Linked DNA regions of Gasterosteus aculeatus: region 2 is linked to region 1. A link is a contact called in public Hi-C data. All regions are on one chromosome and are shown on one strand. The core of a region is the stretch at or near the end of the contact, and the rest is flanking DNA. Distances in the headings are between cores, read along the strand shown. Region 1 holds the start of wnt11 (wingless-type MMTV integration site family, member 11). Region 2 holds the start of uvrag (UV radiation resistance associated gene).

Region 1 (7,100 bases), core at 3,276-5,775:
AATAAAAACATGTATTCTTCCTGTGAGCTGTAACAGCAGATGCCTCCCTCACAAAGCCCCGATTGTCGGTGCTCAGCTCAGTGTGAAAAGAAGCATCTCCCTGTCCTCCGCTCAGCTGCTGAGCAAACGGATCTGTCTCCACTGTGCGCGAGGCCCCAAAGCGGCCATGTGCCTCACGCAGCCCTCGCCTCGTAACCCCATCCCTCTGCTCCCTCCGCTCCCTCCGCCACCAGTGGCATGCCTCCTCCAAGCGCTGTTTTATTTATTTACACGAGGTGGACTCCGTTACGGTTTGGAACCTCAGGTGCTGCCGGTGTGTTTCCGCATGAAGAACACATCCTCCATCTTTAAGCAAAACAAGGTATTGCCATAATTGACCCGTGCGCCAGGTTTCCTGCTGGAAGTCAAGGTTCTGTACTGATGTAAGATTTAACTGCACTCTGGAGGGGAATACACAGGGCTTAAGTGGATTTTATTTCAAGGTTCCCTTTCAGGGAAAATTGGCAGCACAGGCCGAGATACAGATGCTCCCAACCTTTGGTTTGAATTAATCAGATGTCAGCTTATTAATTGTTCTCTTCAGGAAACACATTATTTTTCCATGCCATTGGAAAGCTACAGGCATCTACACTGTGAGTGAAATGTGCAGTGCTGTCTTAGGTGACTGTTTTCAGCTGGTTATGAGGTGTGTGCGGCATTATGCAATCATGGAGCAGGAGATGCTATTTCAAGCCGTACTTAATTGTTTAAGATTAAAATAAAGGAAAAAAGTATGTTTTGTAGACCTTTGCAAAATAATACAAATCAGTGGAATGAAAGGTATTTGTGCCTGAAACTTGCAGTTTGGTATTTCCAATAATTATGTAATCAATAAAGGAGTAGGAATTCTTCTTTTATAACAACCGCAATCGAAAGGGCCGAGCTCATAAAAACCAGGCACTTCTCCAGCTCGGTTTGGAGGCCTGCTGCCCGGCTGGAGCTGCCCTTCTCTCTTCGCTCTTCTTCTTTCCTTTTCCTACACGTGCGAGCGAAGAGCGCCTCCAGCCACATGGTTCACCTCAACCTCCTCGGCCTTAAACACCTCTTGCTCATCTTCAGCAACACCCCCTTGGACGCGGAGATGCGGCCTTGATAAAAGACGCGGCTGAAACAGCACCTGGAAGCTTCTCTCTTTTTAGGGGAAAATACACCCCAGAATAAAAATCACATGTGCTTTGCCGCGGCGTATTGCTCGGTTTATGATTCATGAACGTCACCAGCAAATCATGCAGCTGCAGCATCGACAGAAAATCGTAGCATAAGATAGTAATTTAATATGAGAATCCCAAGATATTTCAGTGGATTCTAGGCTTATTCTTCATTCAAACATAATTAAATGAAACTAATACAAATCGTGTCACCTGATGACATCATCAACAAAGGTTTTCTAAAATGTCTTAATCACTGGTAAAGAAAAAACCCAAAAAGAAATGCTATATTTTAGCATTTTGCCTTTGAAGCACGTTTGGTGGAGTGAGTGGACTCATTTAGCTCTAAATGTATGACAGCCTGATAATATGACCGTTACGTGATTTAGAATTTACATTACTGGAATCCAGGAATCCACACCTCTCCTATGAGAATGATCCTGGTGCGGCCTCCCTGTAGGACCACATGACGTGTTCAAAAGTGCCACCCATCTGTCACTTGAAAAGGCTGCGCCCTCAAAGCCCAATAGAGGCCGAGGCTGTAAACAAATGGCGTACGAAGGATGTGGGTCCTTTCAGGCAGATTGGACGGGGCTTGTTATTTATTGAGGCGATCCCCACTGTGAGCTGTCACAGGAGGGACACCCGAGGGTGATTGGATTTTCATACGGCGGCTTTCAAAAGCCGTCGCTGCCCCTCTGCTGGTCGGATTTGACCCTCCAGGAACACCGTTGGTTCTTCACAATGCTGTCGTTATTTGTCAATAATCTGCTGGCAGCAGGGCCGCGTGCCGTTCCCTGCTTTGGGGATAAAAGGCCGAGTGAAAAGGAACCGTTACGGATGTGGTTCACCGATGGTTTCCATTTGAAAATTCCCTTTTAAGTTCTGGCTTTATTGTATTTATGTTGACGCTGTTAATCAAACTCCTGGCTTTGATTTGGATTGGAAATGTATCCACGGTCAAATGGTTTCAGTTGGTAATCGAGAACAGACCGATATGAACGTACGAGTTATTCGTTTATCAATGAGGTTTTTATCTGAAAATCACTAACTAAAATGGGAGATTTCAAAAATAAAAACCGTTGCAGTGTGCTCATGATTACCCTTTTATCTAATGAGGATTGGGCAGTAAAAGTGAACAAAGTTCAGATCATACGTCTATTCCATTTTCTTTCATCTCCATTTTAAATCATGAAACATTTATAGCAAACAAACAACAAAGAAAATAGATTCAACATTTTTATTTGAAAATATTAGCCCTGATCTTTGTAGCTGATCATCTGGGTTCATAGATGGGTTCATATGCTGATGGGAGCAGAAAATGTAAAAACTGCATATTTTATCTGGGCCAATTCTGTAGCGTTTTGCCGAAGGCGGTTAATGTACCATTTCTATTTATGTACATTTACAGCTTGGGTTCTTATATTTCATGAGGCTCTGATAGCCCATGATTTAATATATAGTTATCTAATGTACCGATTGAAACTTCATTTTAAAACAAACTTCCAGCTCAGGCTGAAACCACATCTGGTTTAATCAGTGCGTCGAGAAAAACAAAGAAAAGCAGGATTAGAAACAAAACGTATGCTTTTGGAAACTTGTGTGGAAACTGTATTTGTGAAAAGTAACTTTTCATGCACATTATAGGTTATTTGCCAGTAATCCCAGAATGTCGAAAGCAGATTATTGTTAAAAAAGGACAACATAGCATCATCTAGAGAGCAGGGAATAATCCTAAACGCTGCTCGGATTCTGCTCCTAATGTGGCATGAATTATTTCATTTTCATGGACTCCAGTCCCTCCCCCCCCCCCTCCTCCCCACTCAGTCTCCCCCAGAAGGCATCCTCCCCCTCCATGTTGCTTGGAAGGTGAGATGTGAAGATCAAGGGACTGCCTGTTTATCCTAGCTGAGGAATGGAGAGCCCGAGTGTAAGAAGTGTCTCGGGTAGGACGAGCCCGGTCCTGCTGGAAGCTCCAACAACACACACAAAAACACGCACGTACAAACACGCACACGCACACAAACACACACACTCCGACCTGTGCCCATTCGCAGTTGACTGCCACGTAAAACACATTGACTCTCACGAAGCCGAGCTCACGGCCCCCCTGTAAACACGCAGCTCTTGTTCCGTGTGTGAAACGTAACAGTGGAGCCTGTTGGGCCAACAAATTCCGAGACACGATCCGGGTGTCCCCCGGAGGAACGGGGGCTCGTCCTGGTCTCCCGGTGTCTCCGTTCCGGAGCATGCATGACCACACCTGATCTGCCGTTTTCCCCCGAGCGGAGCAGCTAGCAGTGCTCGAGGGCCGTTAGCTACACCCGTGGCAAGGTCAAGGTCACGACAACCGCTCGCTGCTGACTCGGAGCGCTGGAGGCGGCCCGGCAGATTCTCTGGGACAACGCGTCCCCCACAGCTGGCTCCGCAGCATATCATCTTTAGTGTGGTTCATATTTAAGGAAAACGCAATGTGTCTTTAAGAAGATTTTTTTATTGAAAAAATGTAAAGAACAGATTTTGGATAGCATTAGTGTGTGCATGTGTGCGCTTAATTAATGTACCTTTTAACTGTTATCTATTTACCAAATGGATCTAATAAGTTTGTCTTGTTGGGAAGACATTGATTCATGTTTCAAATTGGAAAAATAATTCCTGTATACAAAGGATCAATACTATTTCCGTTACGGATAAAAGGGTGTGTCGGTGACTATGAAAATAGTTATACAATTATTCAATCACTTTTCCTCATGTGGCCGCAATTTTGAAATCCAGTATAAAGTGGCCTACATATCTCAAGTCATTACTACTATATTATGTTAAGAATCAAATATGAAATAACGTTTGATACTAGAATTTACGCTTTTTTGATCAAAGCAATTATTGTGCTTGATATTGGACTTAATTATTCTATATAATTACTATTTCAGCGGTGCCTGCGTAGAAACACAGTTTAACGATTTATATTGTCAAACAATAGAACTGAGATGTGTTTGGTACAGCAAATATTCCAAACCGAGGGGTGTTTTTAAACCAATTATGCGTATTATTTGTTGACTGAAATACGCACAATGATAAGGTGACCACAAGTGTTCTTTGAGACATTTTAATGACAATTTATCGCTGTATGATACCAGAGTAGACATATAAAAATATCATAATAACGGACAGAACTCAGCACACAGGGTTTTTTTTGTATTTGAACTCCGGGTATCGATCCAACTGAAGAGTTTCTATGCGCGCAAGAGGAGTGGAGATCAAAGCGGGCCAGTGGGTAGTGCTTTAAAGTTGAGCCCCCCCCCGCCCGCCCGCCCGCCCACCCACTCAAACCCAGGCTCACTTACTCTCTCAGCCCTCTCTGTCCCTCTCGCACTCACCAACACCATGCGTACCTGTCCGGAGCTCCTCCACCACCCCGTGCTGGATTATACCCGTGCGTCTGGCTGATACCGACAACATTCCACTCACTCGGAGAGGATATTACGCGATTTTCCTTTTACTTTTAAAACAAAAAATGAATTCTTCTTGTTGACTGGTTTTGATCCAACCTGTGCAAAGCAGCGCGCAGCGGCAAAGGTGAGCGAGCCGGCCGGGTCGGAGGAGCGCTGCGTCCGGCACGTGTTACACGTTTGGGACTATTGTACACGGTTGATTTCATACAACGCGTTTGGGGTTTTGTTAAATTAAGGCTAGAACAAATAAAATAACGTAATATTACAAGAATGCATGTTATTTTATTGTATCGTCAGAGAGGACCACAACAACTTTTTTGTCTTTAAAATGGCTTTTGCCTCATGAATACTTCCCCAATTTAAACATCTCGGCTAACAAAATGATTATGAAGTTGATACTACAAAAACATCTTTGCCGACCTAGTGCCAATTAATCTCCATCTTTCCACCCATCGTTTGGTAAATAAGGCGAATAGTGGACTTTATCTTTGCTCGATGAGTGACACACGTCGGATGGTGTGTGTGTGTGTGAGGCTATCAAGCCTTTATCTTTCAGGGGGAAACAGGAGCTGCCATTCAGCCTTCTTGGGCCAAATGTAAATGGAAAGAGTTAAACGAGTTAAAGAGACTAAACAGCTGTAAATAAAGACCGCAGGCTAAATGCTCCGGGGAATGTGTGACTTTCTGACCGGCAGTGAACTGTAAGCAGCCGACATGTGAGCCTGCAGGTCACTGCGCAAAAGCCGTCGGCCGAGTGAAACGAGTCTCACCTCAGCTCATTTAAATAATGAATGTCGCACAGTTTCAGCGGAACTCCCGCTTTAGGGGGAAAAAAGGGCCCATTATCAGCAGTTTAATGCGCCCAGTTTGAGCTCCCTTCAAAGAGATCGCTTATCTCACCGAGCTTCGGCTACTGCGGCCGAAGATTACTGCGTTGATCCCGCTCTTTCTGCGCCACATCTACAACGGATTTACAGAGGCGGGTAAAAAGCTTTTTGACAGCAGGGCATGGACCCTGTTTGCCTGAAAGCTTCTGAAATAAACTTCAGCCTTTTTAGAAAGTGTCAAGTCCTAAAATAATGTAACTTAAGATATGTTAAGTTAGGCGGTCGTCGTGGTGCAGGGGTTAGAGAAGGTGTGCTGGGAAGCACAAGGTTGGTGGTTTGAGTCCAGGCTGCCCCATGTTCCATGTCGAAGTGTCCCTGAGCAAGACACCTAATTGCTAATTGCTCCCCAGGCAAAATGTGCCATGGGTTTAAAGTGTAATGTAAGTCGCTTTGGATAAAAAGCGTCTGCTAAATGACCTGTAATGTAATGTAATATGTCTTTGTCTTGCAGGTTTTGTTGCAAAACCCCTTTTCTTATAGTGAATTTAGAAGGCGGTAAAATATATTTCTTTAAATGTGTGCATACGGTTTGAGATTGTCATTGTAAAAACTAAAATAATATTCCATCATCTGAGATTTCCTCTGTTCCTAAATGACCTTGTCGGCGCATCGTAAACCAATACTTCAGAAAACCAGAAAATCTCCCCCGCCGGGTCATTGATGTTATTTATGTTATTAATTGCAGGGTTTAGAAGAGGAGGCCGTGCCATGAGAGTTGACTTTCCAGTCCGAGCCAAGAAGCCCCTTTGTGTTTGTGTCCTGTGAACTGGAGCCCGCCGTCCCACCATGAGGAGCAGCTCTCGTGTCCTGCCTCTTGGTGTGCTCGCAGCTCTGCTACTGTCTCAGGTCTGCTCCGGCATCAAATGGCTGTAAGTATTCTCAGGAGGGCCGCCGTCTCCTTCTCCGGGTCTTCGCGTCCAAACAGAAGACGTCACAAAGATACGCGATATTGTGCGTCCGAGTGCTTGTGTGTCATGGAGAGCGTAGGGGCCCGTGGCAGCTTTGAAACGGGCCCCAGCATTCCTCAAGTTGCTTTTGATGAGAGGCCGTTGCGATCCGTACATGTGTATCTGATGAAGGGGACAGTAGATTAGCAAAAGTTTCCTGGAGATATGAAGGGAAAACCCTTCTGGAAAAAGAGCTCCGAGATGTCAGATTAAATCTGCCCCCCGCCGACCCCCGGCTGTATAATAGCTAGAAGATAAGAATAGAGAATAGGACGGAAGTGACGGAGCGTCTTGGCCCTGCAGACAGTCTCGTTAGACCACAATCAGTGAAAAAATGGGGTTTGCTGTCGTGGGATGCTGAAAAGCTGTAAATGTTGGCACAAATGATGATTGCTTGTACTGTTTCTATGGTAAAGTTCAAGTAAACAATCATTTTCACAACAAATCGGACTTTGGAAAGTCCGTAAAAATTCCCCAGTTGCTACTTTCTCATTGTTGTGTTTGGAGTTTTCATAAAAGCCTTTTTTACTTTTATCCCAGCGCCAGAACACTAAAAAACAGGCTTTGTGCCGGGGCGTCCATGGCCTCGTCTCCGGGCGAGTGCCTGTACGTCTCACGGCGCGAAGA
Region 2 (7,100 bases), core at 2,331-4,830, 130 kb after region 1:
ACCTCTGGATATGCCATCTGCTATACAGAGGTGGAGGGTGAAGTAAGTGTCCAGCAGTGGAGAACCATTCTTGTTGACGATGTTTCTGGCCGCGATGCTCCGGAGATGACGCAGTCGTCTCTATTTTTCAGGTGTGGTGGGGGGGGGGGGTGTGGATAGAGGATAAAACAGATATTAGGGCTTATGTGTTCACTTTTATTCTGATCGTGTGACCGTTGCAGGCAAATACTATCCAAGTCGTCCTGAAGAAACATACTATATGAATAAATATCCTGAGTGGGTCTCAAGACAAGCGAAAAGCCACAAAGGACCACATTCTGTGATCCATTCATAATCAGCTTTAAATAGTCTGCTGGATGTCAGCGATTCAAATAAAAGAGGCCCTACATCTTCATGGCAGCATGAAGTAGCAAGTTAACTCAGGCAGGCATGACAGTCACATGAGAGGTGCACAACAACACAAGAATGTATCAAAGACTCCACAATTAGAACGAGTCAGCCGAGGAAACAGGTTCATCGTTAAGCCAGAATACCAGAGACGACTTTTAAAAAAATAAATACCTCCATGACTAGGAGACTCAAAACAAGCTGCTTCCAAAATCTCCTTTAGTAAAAATAGAATAACTATCTAAAATAAAATGTTCCCAAGAAAGAGGCCCTGGGCGAACATGTCACACTTCTCTCTTGACCAGCAGACCTCTCCTCCTGCAGCCATACTGACACCAAATCCAAATCATGGGATTCCCCATCAAGATTAAGGACCTGGCAAACAAAAACCCCAATTGTTCATGGGACTTTACCCCCCCTCCTCCACCTCCCACTTCTCGTTTTAACAATTTCAGTGCACATTTCTGAATGGGCTTAAGTGGCAGAGAGGAATGGGTGAGAGTAAACTTCTGCAGTATAGAACCACTCTCGTGTGTCGGCTTCTCATCAACAATATGATAGAGTAATCATAATAGACTGAAATTAAAAATAAAAATAGATCACACAAAATTCAGCCCAGGTAGTTCCACGCAGTGATCTGCGTGGAAGCTCTGACAGGTCTAAATGATGTCACACCATCAGGTGCTCTTTGTCTTCCTTAAGGCAGGTTTGCGGTGGTCCATTCAGGTTTAAACACTCTGCAGTTGGTGCGCGAAGCAGAGCCGAGGCCTTGAGGAAACCTGTAGTAGCAAATATACATCACAGAAACACACTGTCGTGAGAGTAGTGATGAAATATTTGGGTGTGTAATCCCTCCACTACTGCTGAGAGCTGAGGAAACTCAGCCATGGCTAGCTCGACCAATTACAGAAACTGACTTATTCAAAAATCACATTAACTGACCTTTAAATAGGTCACACATGTGACCTTTGGTAACAAAGCTGAAAAAAATGATCTTAATTTTTCACATAGAAAATCTGATAATAAAAGTAATACAAAGAATATCTAGAAAGCACTTTGTCATATTACACTTGAACTCAGGACAAACTATTCAACTACGATATTGTAACATAACAGGATATACACGTGTTACTTTCATCTACAAACAAAAGTATTTGGTCAACAATTCTGTGATATTAGATTTGTTTTTGTATCCATTTCATAGAGCCCTAAATCACCAGAACAAGCACTTTCTCAGCGTGCACTTTGTTAAGCTTTTTTGTATTGGTGCAGCTATAAAAAGGTGGGTCTGAGGGTATTTAAGAGAATTCCCAAGTCATCCTTGACAAATCCCACAATAATCATCTCTCTACAGGGCTTATCTTGTGGTCCTTTGAGCCAGCGAGCCAGTAGACCAAAGTTGCTGGGACAGTGTTTGTCTGTGAAGCTAGAAAACGATGAGGGAGAAAAACAGCGTTACCATGCAAAACATACATAAAAACCGGTCATCAGAAATGCATTGGTCACCACCGTGTGTCTTTTCCATGAGAGTTCAATTGTGTCAGAGTGTATATTTGATTTACAAAAATAAAAAATACATTCGTTTTTATTTAAAATGGTCAGTTCACTTGAATACAAAAGAAAAAACATGTTCTAGTCAACTCAGAGTAATATAATAAAGTCTAGAAGATTTACTTTTGATGATGTTGTGAGATCTTGCCGGCTGTCTGGCCAATGTGATGGAAACAAATGAAATTTCAGTGCAGACAAATCTTTCAAATGTGAGCTTTGAGGCACACTAATGAAAGCCCATTCATCCCTACATTGTATTGTGGTATCCTTCTTACACATTGACACATTAAACTAAACCTAATTACGTGGCCAGAGAGCAGAGAGAAAAAAGCTTTGTAATGTTGTTAAAATTAACCAAATTACAAAACTTTTTTTAAACTGAACCTTTTAAGCAAGTGGGAGTAAAAAATTATAATTGTATCTTTACTTGCCACAAGCATGTAGTTATGGTGCAAAGGAATATAATAAAGGTGGGCTCAAATAATATAAAATGTCTGTTAGTATGGCCTACTGTGTGGAGAAAGGGTCTCATTTAATCACAACTTTGCCATAACTGTGAAACAACACAATGCAAAGGTTCTTTGCTGTACAGTCTGGCATCATACACGTGGATTAGAGGTAGTTGATGTGGCCTTTTAGCAGAAACAAGTGCCCCGCATGTGTGTCCGAGAGGGGCCGAGTTCACTGTCCGAGCTTGGCAGCCCCAATGAATGAACGGTCACCAGCTGAACCGAATGAATGAATGACCAAATGAATGGATAAATTAACTATGAAGACTCATTTACAAATTAAATCAGTTCATACCCTTGTTATTTTCTAAACATCAGCAAAATAACTATGAGAAAATATAACATCAGGCACACGAGAGCGTCTCCCTTTGGCGGAGCTGTCACCTCCGTGCTGACATGACGCCAAGTCAAGTTACCATTAGCAGAAAGCACACCAGCTTCGAAGTAGAAACTAAACGTGGAGAAAGACATATATGCTCATAATTTAACTAAAGCGAGTTCAAAATTGTATAAAACTCGCCCGACTGGGGGTTCCTGCGCCCTTGGTGTAATTCAAGTTAGCTTAACTGTTACATTAATTGACATTAAGCAGGCTAGCTTGTTAGCTAGCAGGTGCTAGCTAACAAGCTAGCCTGACAGGCCCGCCGTGCTCCTCCGGGCAGCAGTTGTAACTGACGCTGTAAACTAACACACAAACCCACAGAGGCGGCCCGGGTAAGGTCTTCCTTTGTTATTTAAAAGACGCTCCTGTTAAGCTTGACTCGGGGGCTTTGCGTTTACCTGCTGGGAAGTGAGCTCTACATGCAAGGCTCGAGAGGATGAAGCTCCAGAGTTGGTGACAGAGGCGGCGGGGATGGCGAGAACCCGACCGGTGATGGAGTTCATCCTCCTGTCGGCATCTAGCGGGTCCCCCTCATTCAACAAAACAAACCATCAACGACATCCGGAGCACTCGGTTTAAAGTTCGTGAAGCTCCGGGCAACCACCAGAGACACGCGGACACGGCTGTGTGTTTTGGTAAAGCGCTGCAACAGCAGCTGACAGCTAACCGAAGGGACGTAAACAAAGTACAGGCTGTTTTGTTACACTTGGTTAGGAAATCCGTCTCCGGTTCAGAGGCGCAACCTCAAAGCCTCTGATTGGTTGTGAATAACGTCCGTCACGTAAAGGACACGCCTTCTCGTGAAAACTCATGCTCCTATTGGCTGTATTCTTTTTTTCTTCCAGGATGGGCGGGAGCATCCGTTAAAATCTGTCAAAGCTGCAAAATATAAGGAAATTGCACAGTACAACGTGACCTGTAGGTAACAGTTACGAGTTGGCACCCACACCATTTCTCACTTTTTCTCTTCTCCATTAGACCTAGCACAAATGACAAAAACTATTCTGACGCGATCCAGCACAACATGGCTCTCAATCTATGTCACTGATTTTTAAGTCATCTTTAGAAGAAGACAGAGGGGTACTGAGACTTTTCACTGACTAAAAGTAGCAGCCAATACCAATGTAAAATAACTCAATAACAGGAAAAAATCTGGATTTAAATAAATACTTAATCAAAACTGCTGAATAATTGTCGGCTAAATGTACTTAAAGTTTTTGTCTCAATTGTCTCAATGTAAAATGACAAATTCAATGGTGTTATACATCTATGATAGGCTTTATAATGGTTTTAGATTCATACTATTAAATATGAAACTGGTCATATGTTTTGGATGTAACATGTGAATCTGCAGTAGAATACCTAACAACCGATGGAAGCTAAACTTAGTATTAAAATCATTGAATAGCATAGTGTGACATTGTGTACATCATAATTGTACTTATGTACAGTACTTGAGTAAATGGCCTTTACATTCCATTACTGCATTATCCACAGCCCCTCTCACTGTACCGTGTGAAGGATTTGTGTAAACTCCGACTCGATCCTGCCTGCAGTACACTGAGCATCCATCAGAGAGCAGCATCAGACACAGTTCTGTTTCCTCTGGGTCATTGCACTTCACAAGAAAATATTGATCGCTTTCTGCTTTTTAGAATTCACTTTCTTGTTATTTCAAACATGGTTTGGAAAACAGCTTTTTGGTGTATTCTGTATTCTGTCAACTCATTTAAAAGTGAATTCAAACTACATTTGTTCACATCCGCTTTCTCACTTAGTTGACTCTAAAATACCGAAGTTCTGTCCACATGTCCACCATTGTCCACCGCTGCCTCAGGTTTTTCTGGATCGTGAATGGGTTTTTTGTATGGGCAGACCTTTTAGGTATATACTAGAAACTAACAAGAGGGCAGTTATATGTTTAGGCCTTGTATGCAATGTCAAATATACTCAAACAAAGAAGTCGCAATTGAATAACGGACAGCTCTAAAGGTAAATGAAGAAAATGATGCAACACTATAAACAAATGTAGTGTTGGGTAAATATTTTTTTTAAATCAGGTACAAAAACTCACATCCCCTTCTGAAAAAAAAAAGTTTAATTTAAATATTGGCGGAAGATGCCATTCATCATATTGACCGATCTCTCTCGCCATTTATTTCTTATAAAATGCACATGGATTACGCTGCAGTCTGTAAGAAGGCACAAGAGGAAAAACACAGGATAATCACAAGCTTACTACCTTTGATAATTCCCAGGATTTGTTCCATAACCACATACCCAGATTTCACAAAAGTACTTGTGGGACCCTTGAAACATAACATTGTACCAGTAATAGGTATAATCCCGTGCTTTTTTTAATTAACACCCATTGTACAGTTATAAACACATCCACGGTACACCAGAATCCTCAAACATTTAGGATTTTCCCCAAAAAATCTTCTTCAGCCTTACAGAAGTTAGAAGACATCAGTGCAGTTTTTGTTGCAGAGACAAAACACACCCGACCAGAGCTGGATACCATTTAGGACCAGAAAGGGAAATCAAGCCAAGCAGCATTGGGAGCATCTTGGAGAATTTCTCATATTTAAAAAAAAAACAAAGGCACAAAAACCTCAGAACGTGATCAGCAATACGAAAAGTGCATCAGAAATATCCTCGAAGGGAGGGCAGAAAAAAAGGCTTGTTCCTGCATTGTTACAGCATACAAATTAATACTTTATGGCATTATACAATCACAGGCACAATATGTATGCATTCTTGCATTCATCTAATATATATATATGTATCTATCTATATCGATGTCCATTCTGTACAATTCCTTCAGTTTTGGCTTCTGTACAGTAGAAATACATGCCTGTGTGGGGACAACCTAGATATTTGGCTCAATTAAACTTTAGGCTTATCATCCCAATAATGAAGTGGTACTTTCCATTTGCATTGTTTGTGCATTTAGTATATAAAGGGATTAAAGGATCTTGGGGAGAATTATATTGCTGCGTGAGTAAAAGTCAAAAGCGTTGGCACTTCTCTAATGTCTTGCATTGTTACCTTCCCGCTTCACCTAGTGGAACTTTTCCTCCCTCTGCACGGATAAACACAGTCTGAATCCAATGCCTTCAATGAGACACGGGAAGCACAAATGGCATTGCTTTGTGACGTGGGATTTGGTGAAAGAACTAAGACGGTTCAATCCCCACTGCAGCAGCAAGGAAAGCTAACGGTTCTTCAAACCTGCCATTACCTGAGAAGGAGCTATGCCAATGTGTGTGTATGTGTGTGTTTGTGTGCAAGTATGCAGAGAGCAAAGGTTTATAGCAAACAGGCTCATATGCGAATTTACATAGATAATCCAAAATCAAGCATCCAGATAGGATGCGGGTGGGGAGGAGGGTAGGGGGCAGGGGGGGCGGATGCGGGGGTCTGTAGATGCTGTTAAAAGTTCAGAGCGTCAACAGGGCCCCGGTTGCGTTCACTGGATGTACAGGACGTCGCTCTCTTTCAGGCCGAAGCGGGTCTTGTACCGGTCAAAAAGGTCCTGCAGGGACCTGATGTACATTGCGTGGTAGAGGTCCACCATCTCCTCAGTTGGATCCTCAATTTTTGGCACTGTGATTGGCTCTCCAACTACGTTAACAACAGGAGAGAGGGTTAAAATCACTTCGGTTGATGTTTAACCATTAATACAGCGTGCTAGTTGGATAATACAAATACAGTTAACCGTGCTCAAATAGCAGAGTTTGTTGCATTTTTATAGAGAACCCTAATATGCATCTACGTCAACAGCTCCAGACAAACATTAACTTGAACAAACTTGCCTACAGTGGTGATCGGGTTGCCATAAGGCACAATGCCCCATGAGTTGCCGAAGAATAGGCCACATCCATGGAAGAGGCACGGGGCAAAGCCTATGATCTTCTGCAACCTCTTTTGGATAGTCCGCCAATAGGTGCCCTCCTCAAAGATCACCTGCTTATAGGCATCGTTCTCTCCAAAGGAATACACTGGAACCAGGTCAGATCTGAGGACACGCAGAGGTGGTAGCTCAACAAAACCGTCTGCTTCTTGGACAATGGCAAGCGGGATGTTTCTAGATTTTAAAATCTAAAATCAGCAAAAACATTAAAGGAAACAAGTCACAAAAGGTGTGTAGCTGTAAAGACGTAGAAAGAAGAAATACAATTGGAAACGGAATTTGAAAGCAAGCTAACAATCCAGCAGTGAGTTAGCTTGAGGATTCCATCATACTTTAAGCTACACGGGTTACAGAA

Evidence for each region. A called contact is a pair of places that touch in the nucleus more often than the background predicts.
Region 2: a Hi-C map of liver shows a contact between it and region 1, with 2.7 times the contacts expected there. The contact joins the promoter of uvrag here to the promoter of wnt11 in region 1. A contact is called at or near these places in 4 of 6 Hi-C or Micro-C datasets (liver, skeletal muscle and tail fin).

The regions. Positions count from the first base shown.
Region 1 is chr7:16,784,939-16,792,038 of fGasAcu3.hap1.1, forward strand. It overlaps wnt11 (wingless-type MMTV integration site family, member 11), which reads left to right and starts at 4,526. Exons shown (of 6, transcript XM_040182909.2): 1 at 4,526-4,763; 2 at 6,212-6,395. The coding sequence starts at 6,313.
Region 2 is chr7:16,918,315-16,925,414 of fGasAcu3.hap1.1, forward strand. uvrag (UV radiation resistance associated gene) reads right to left here and starts at 3,581. Exons shown (of 15, transcript XM_040181941.2): 1 at 3,228-3,581; 2 at 3-120. The coding sequence starts at 3,332. It overlaps dgat2 (diacylglycerol O-acyltransferase 2), which reads right to left. Exons shown (of 8, transcript XM_040182703.2): 7 at 6,648-6,850; 8 at 4,910-6,456. The coding sequence ends at 6,302.